Linked DNA regions of Zea mays: region 1 is linked to region 2. The links are chromatin contacts, called in public Hi-C maps. All regions are on one chromosome and are shown on one strand. The core of a region is the stretch at or near the end of the contact, and the rest is flanking DNA. Distances in the headings are between cores, read along the strand shown. Region 1 holds the start of LOC100191541. Region 2 has its middle 14 kb from the start of LOC100191578.

Region 1 (2,978 bases), core at 473-2,972, 110 kb after region 2:
AGCACTTAACCCCACAAAGGCACAAAAAGAGAGTAGTAGGAAAGAAGTTGACGACGAAGAAGAAACATGTTTGAAAGTAACTGGATGTGTGAGACTAGCTAAATCTATATTCCATGAGACTATGTGTATTTGTATGTGTGAAACTATGTGTATGTGTGAAACTATGTGTATGTCTGTGGTCAAACTATGTCTATTCGATGAAGAGTTTCTGTGGTCAAACTATGGCACATTCAGTTTATGTTTATGAAGAGTTTCTGTTTTCAATTAGTCCCTCTTCCATGTTCAGTTTGTAGCTCTCTTTTCAGTTTATGTTCATGTGACTGAAAACAGAATCGAAAATAGAAACTGAAAACAGAAACCCAGGTTCACAGGTGGACATACACAACTTCAGAAAGAAGCTTTATGTTCATGTGACTGAAAACAGAAACCGAAAACAGAAACCCAGGTCGACAGGTGGACATACACAACTTCAGAAAGAAGCTAACTCTTATGATGCATGGAACAAGTTCACTACCAGGTTCATAAACTTCAGTCATACATACCCAAGTTCACAGTAGTTCACTACCAAGTTCAGTTACATAATAAGGTTATTGAAATACTCAGATAACCTTACACAAGCTAACTCTTACACAGATAACACATCCAGTGCCCATTCCACACCACCCATACTACTCTACTTCCTCTGACGACCCCGAATCTCTTCATAATTGACATCATCCAGTGCCCATTCCCCACCACCCATATCTTGATCTTCAGCAAATTGGTTATTGAAATACTCAGATAATGGTGGCGACGGACCAGCTTCGAGATCTTCTAAACGTTGTGCTTCCTCCTCAAGTGACTGAGCAAGCTCATACACGCGCCACATTGCGAAGTTCACTGACACCTCTTTGGCCGTATCTGGCGAATCCATAATCTCGTCTCCAGCCAAATCTTTCAACTCCTCCCAACTACATGCATCTTTGCAATGGCTTGGGCGAGGTCACTACGAACCGTTTCAAATCAGGTTATTTGCGAAACCACAAACAATGTTGTTGGAATTGAACATAGTACTGCAAAAGTTTACAAACCACAACCCTAAATTAGGTGGAAGGGAAACCTTACCGACACTGAACGAGGTGCCGAGCACTGCTTGAAGACAGAATGGGTCTGCCGTTGGGAAGTAAATTGCATCTAGCTGTTGTAGGATTAGGGATGTTGCTGGTGAGTTTGTTGGGTGTAGCACGTACCTGATGTGGCCGCGCAGGTGACATCCTTGCCGATGGAGTGCTCCTTGCCGCTACCGTCGCCTGTAGGCTTGGCGATGATTGACACAGACAATCGACTGAAGGCGGCAACCACTTCGGCCTCACTGTCGACCTCGACATCGACGTCGACGACCAGCCGTTTCTTCCCTCTCGTCGGAGTCGCCATCGGAGGAACTAGCACAGAAAGATTGACAGAAAGATTGGCGGCGCTGTGGAATGGAAAGAGGAGTTAGGTTTTCACCCGGCTCCGTGGTTAAAGCAGGGACAAAATTGACTTTTATCATAGCTCATGGAAGGTTACAGAGGGCGGGAGATTAACCGTCCCAATTTGATGTTGATGTGTGCTTCATAATACCAAAGTAGCGAGGTGTAGCGGAGTAGTAGACCGGCGAAGTCGCTCGACGACAATGTTACAAAGTCAATTAACTCCAACTAGACGAGGTCAGCCACGCGCAACGGCGCAAGCCGAATCCACCAACGCCAAACGACCGCACCAGCCAGTCCACTTCGCCAGTGATCTGTCTCAGCTCGTCGCGTCTCCGGCGCCGACAGACACGGGCGAGTGGGCAACGCGGCTCCGAGATCGGCGGGCAGGATGATGATGCTGATCGACTGCTCGAGGTGCCGTACCCCGCTGCAGCTGCCGCACGGGGCTCCCTGTATCCGATGCGCCATCTGTGGGGCTATCACGCACGTCGCCCCCGCCCCTCCTGTCGAGCCCAACCGCGGTGCCGTACAGCCGCCGCCGGGGTGGGGTCCACCGCCGCCGCCGGTGCACGGGCGAAAGCGAGCCGTGGTGTGCGGGATATCGTATCGGCACTCGCGGTATGAGCTGAAGGGCTGCATCAACGACGTCAAGTGCATGCGCCACCTCCTCATGACGCGCTTCAACTTCCCCGACGACTCCATCATTATGCTCAACGGTCCGTAGATCCGCACCCTCTGTTCTGCATTGCTGCTCTACCGACTCCTAGGAAGTCGATCGAATTGGTTGGCCGCAATTTCGGGTCAACTCTTTGCCTGTATAAGATCCTTGTATATGTGGTTTCTCCTGCGGCACGATTGATTGCCAAAGAGAAGGATAGGATGAGATATGATGACTGGAGGAGGCCTTGCGGTCGGCTACCTTTATTTGTTCCAATTATTCTTATCCTTGGCATATTTTATTAGGGTTGATGCTGGAGGATGCATGAATGCATGTTTCGTCCAATATTATGAGATATTTATCACCTGTCTGACCAAATGGTTCTGCCTCAGGCCGTTTAAAAAAAAAGGATAAGTACATGAATATGCTTGCTTGGCCATTTTGGATCATATATGATGTTCAGGTTGAGAATTGAGATAATCAGAAGGAAGGTATAGTTTCTGCTAGTATTTTTCCAAACCAGGAGATTTTGTCTTAACTTTGATTTCAGCAACTGAATCCCAAGTGTGGAACTGCAAATTCATGTAAAGTTCAGACTGTTTAAAGTGGTTATATACATTGTGGGTCCTGCAAGTTTCTGCAAAGAAATTAAGGATTTTCTACTGTTCATCCTTCCAAATATGGGAATTTTATGTTTTGTGAAAAATATAGATGCAATCCCACAGTTGGGAATTTTCTAGATTAGTAGATTGAATGTCTATATTTTGAATGTCATCGATGTTTGAATTTGAGGCTGACGTTGTCTATCTCACACCAAATCACGGGTCTAATTCATATTGGCTAGGCTACGATGTTGTTGTATATAG
Region 2 (3,218 bases), core at 540-3,039:
ACGTGCCTTCTGTAATATTTATCTGCCATTTATGACTACAACTTTTTCTGTAATATTTGTTTGCCATTTGTATAATAGTTACTCTAGCTGAGTAGCTGCATAATAGTTACTCTGACGGCCAACTCATAATTACATTATTATTTGTATAATAGTTACTCTAACTGTTAGGTCTGCTATATCCATTTCTTTTACTTATTCTTTGCATGTTTTAGAAACTTCTTATTGAGTGGTTGCATGTTCACAGTTCTCCAAAGTCTAATTTTGTTCCGCTTTACTATATTTCTTCTTAAGTTTTAAGTTTGTGTTATATGAATTGTGAAAACTTGAGTCGTATTCTGCTTTACTATTTGCAGTTCTCCAAAATCCACATGTTTACTTTTTCATAAGCTTTTACTGGAAACCGTGAGCTATCTACCTGTAGTTTTAATGCAAATGAGTCATGTTCTAGTACAACTAATCGTTCATGTCTGTGATTAGGTACCGAGTTATCGAGCAACCATCGTGGAGGCTGCAAGCCTTTGGTAAGGAAAGTTGACTTGTTGGAAACCTATGAAAAAGTGGACGCATGGGCACCTGCAACTTGTGTTATCTAGGATTATCTGGTGTTCCCATACTTGACCAGATCAATTAGATACTTTAGGGTGACGGTGATCCCTGATGATAATTAGTAATCAAAATGGTAAGCATAAGCAATTAAAGATACTACGCTCTAGGAAGAATAATTGAATGTGTTGAATATGTGTACCTTTTCTTCCTAGGCTTCTACACTTATCCAAGATGGCAATGCATGAGAGTTTGCTGATCTTGGTTGAATGGAGAGTATTCAACGGAGGTATTTGATCTCAGTTTGAAGCTTGCTCTTTTATGCATTAGCCACAAGAAGCAACGACTATCAATGGAAGCAAGTTGTGTCAAGACTTGATAAGCTGCTGGGATAATGAGTGAACTTAATCCAAGTGGGTGGGATAGTGAATGAACTCAATCCTCTAACATCCATGATGTCTGATTGGTAGAAAGTAATGCTTTGTTTAGATAGCAGAAAATGCATACATCCAATAAATAAATAAAGATTATCAAATGATTTGGTGTTAAAAATGGTTTGATGTTAGATTTCATTTGTCAAGATCTATGAGCCGTCGCAACGCACGGGTATTTACCTAGTATAGTTAAAAGATTATTGTTTTAGACATATAAAAGCAGCAATATATGTGGATTATACACATAGAAGTGACAGAATTATGTACTATATGCATACTATGCGGTACTTTGGGTGGGATAAGCTAACTAATTAACAAGCACTATCGCTAACCAATACTTACAGCTAGAAATAATGCAAACCCTATGCAGACACGTCACAGTAACGAATCCAGAATTTTATTCTCGAGGAAAGTAAAGCTCCAAAACCATATTGTTTCATCATTTCATCCTCAGTCAACGAATGTTTTGCCCCGTTTAGTTATAGGTAATAATCTTTAGTCCCTGGTTTTTAGTCTCGTTTAGTCTTTATTTTGCTAAATAGAAGGACTAAAGTCACATGGGTGCTAAAAGGGACGTCAAACAAAAAAAGGGTATTTTGGTCTTTATGTGTTGTATTTAATGTATTTAGAATCTGTTTAGTCTTTACAACTAAATAGGGTAGGAATTAAATTTAGTCCCTAGTCCTAGGACTAATGGTAGCAGACGGGGCCTTAGTACAGTTGCTCAGATTTGAACACTTGACCTTGAGCTGATCATTGCTCCTGGCAAACACATGCTCCTCCACACACGTCCGCACATGTACGTCATCTAGGATGATCCCAGGTGCAGGTACAGGCATGGTACAGGCATGCAGTTGCTCTAAGGCTGGCTCCAACAGCTAGCTCCAACAGGCTAGCTATCAAACCAGGCAAAGCTAGTTTAGCTGCTCAACTGGTACTGTAGCGTCTCCAATAAGGCAACTATCTCGGCCAGACAAAATACATGGGAGGCAAAATACATGGGAGGAGAGAGTAGAGCCAAATTGGCTGGCATTGACACGCCAGGCATTTCTGTCAGCTGGGACCCTGTGAGGAAATCGACGAGCAGGATGCTTCGGTGATTTAGCGCGAAAGTAAATGGGCCAGCGGTCACAACCAATTTGGCTTCCTTGTTGCAAACTAGACGCCTATCGCTGACCATGTAAAATGCAGAGGGTAGGTAAACAGGAAAATAGCTGGGCAATATGGCTATCCATTGTTGAAGCCAGCCTAAGGCTGGCTCCAACAGGCCAGGTATTTGGCCAGGCAAAGCCAATTTAGCTGGCCGGTTTGTACTGTAGCGGCTCCAAAGAGCCAGCAATCCAGCCCAGGCAAATTAGATGGAAGGAAAGAGAACTGGTAAATTAGCTGGTCTCGGCACGCCAGCCATTTCAGTTGGACCAATAGGATGCGTTGGTTTTTTGGCGCCAAAACGAACTGAACTAAGGCCACAGCCAGTTTGCCTGCTTCGTTGGAAACAGAAGGTTATTGCTGGCCAGGTATAATACTGAGGGCATGTAAACTGTGAAATGGCTGGGCAATATAGCTGCTCGTTGTTGGAGTTAGCCTAAGGAGGAGTTTGGTTGCTAGTATGGCTGAGTCTGGATTGTATTGCTTGTATGGCTGAGCGTGGAGTTTCATGTTACTTCATCTGCTGGATGGTTCCTCGGTTGAAAAGAAATGTCTTGAGCAATAAAACGCACTTCGATAAAGTGATTTGATCTTTACAAACTCAATTATGGCTTGTTCGGTTAGCTCTCAATCCACGTGGATTGAGTGAGATTGGATGGGTTTTAATCCCAAACAAGTCAAACTTCTTCTCAATTTTTTCCAATCCCATCCAATCCATGTGTATTGGGAATAACCGAACAAGCCCTTAAAGTATTTAGAACCAAACATAGAGTTTTCGCTGTACTAGATGCCCTAGAAAAAGGAGCCATTTTTTGTGCGAAGGAGCATATAGAACCCTCAGGCCTCAGCTCATGAATCGATTTTAAATGTACAAGAGATTGCATAATATAATTTCGAGTGATCATAAATATAGCTAAAGATAATATGTATAGAGAGCCGTTTAGAGACACCGTCTCGTATAATCCCTCCGTTCTTTTTTATTTGTGTCATTTTAATTTAAAAATGAACTAGTGGACGATAAATATTCGAGAACGAAGATAATACTTTTTTTTCATTTAGCCCATTAAAGCCATCTTAAAAGACACCATGCTA

What was found. A called contact is a pair of places that touch in the nucleus more often than the background predicts.
Region 1: a contact with region 2 is called in a Hi-C map of ear, with 4 times the contacts expected there. The contact joins the promoter of LOC100191541 here to the enhancer-like site in region 2. A contact is called at or near these places in 4 of 25 Hi-C or Micro-C datasets (ear, leaf and root tip).

The regions. Positions count from the first base shown.
Region 1 is chr1:96,454,791-96,457,768 of Zm-B73-REFERENCE-NAM-5.0, forward strand. It overlaps LOC100191541, which reads left to right and starts at 1,723. Exons shown (of 5, transcript NM_001365495.1): 1 at 1,723-2,170. The coding sequence starts at 1,843.
Region 2 is chr1:96,346,977-96,350,194 of Zm-B73-REFERENCE-NAM-5.0, forward strand. No RefSeq gene overlaps it. Among protein-coding and RNA genes, the nearest start is that of LOC100191578, 14 kb to the left of the region's middle. Within about 2 kb of position 1,790, at least 8 of the 20 cell types and tissues checked have an H3K27ac peak or open chromatin away from gene starts, as enhancers often do. A contact at or near this core is called in ear, where this site is marked.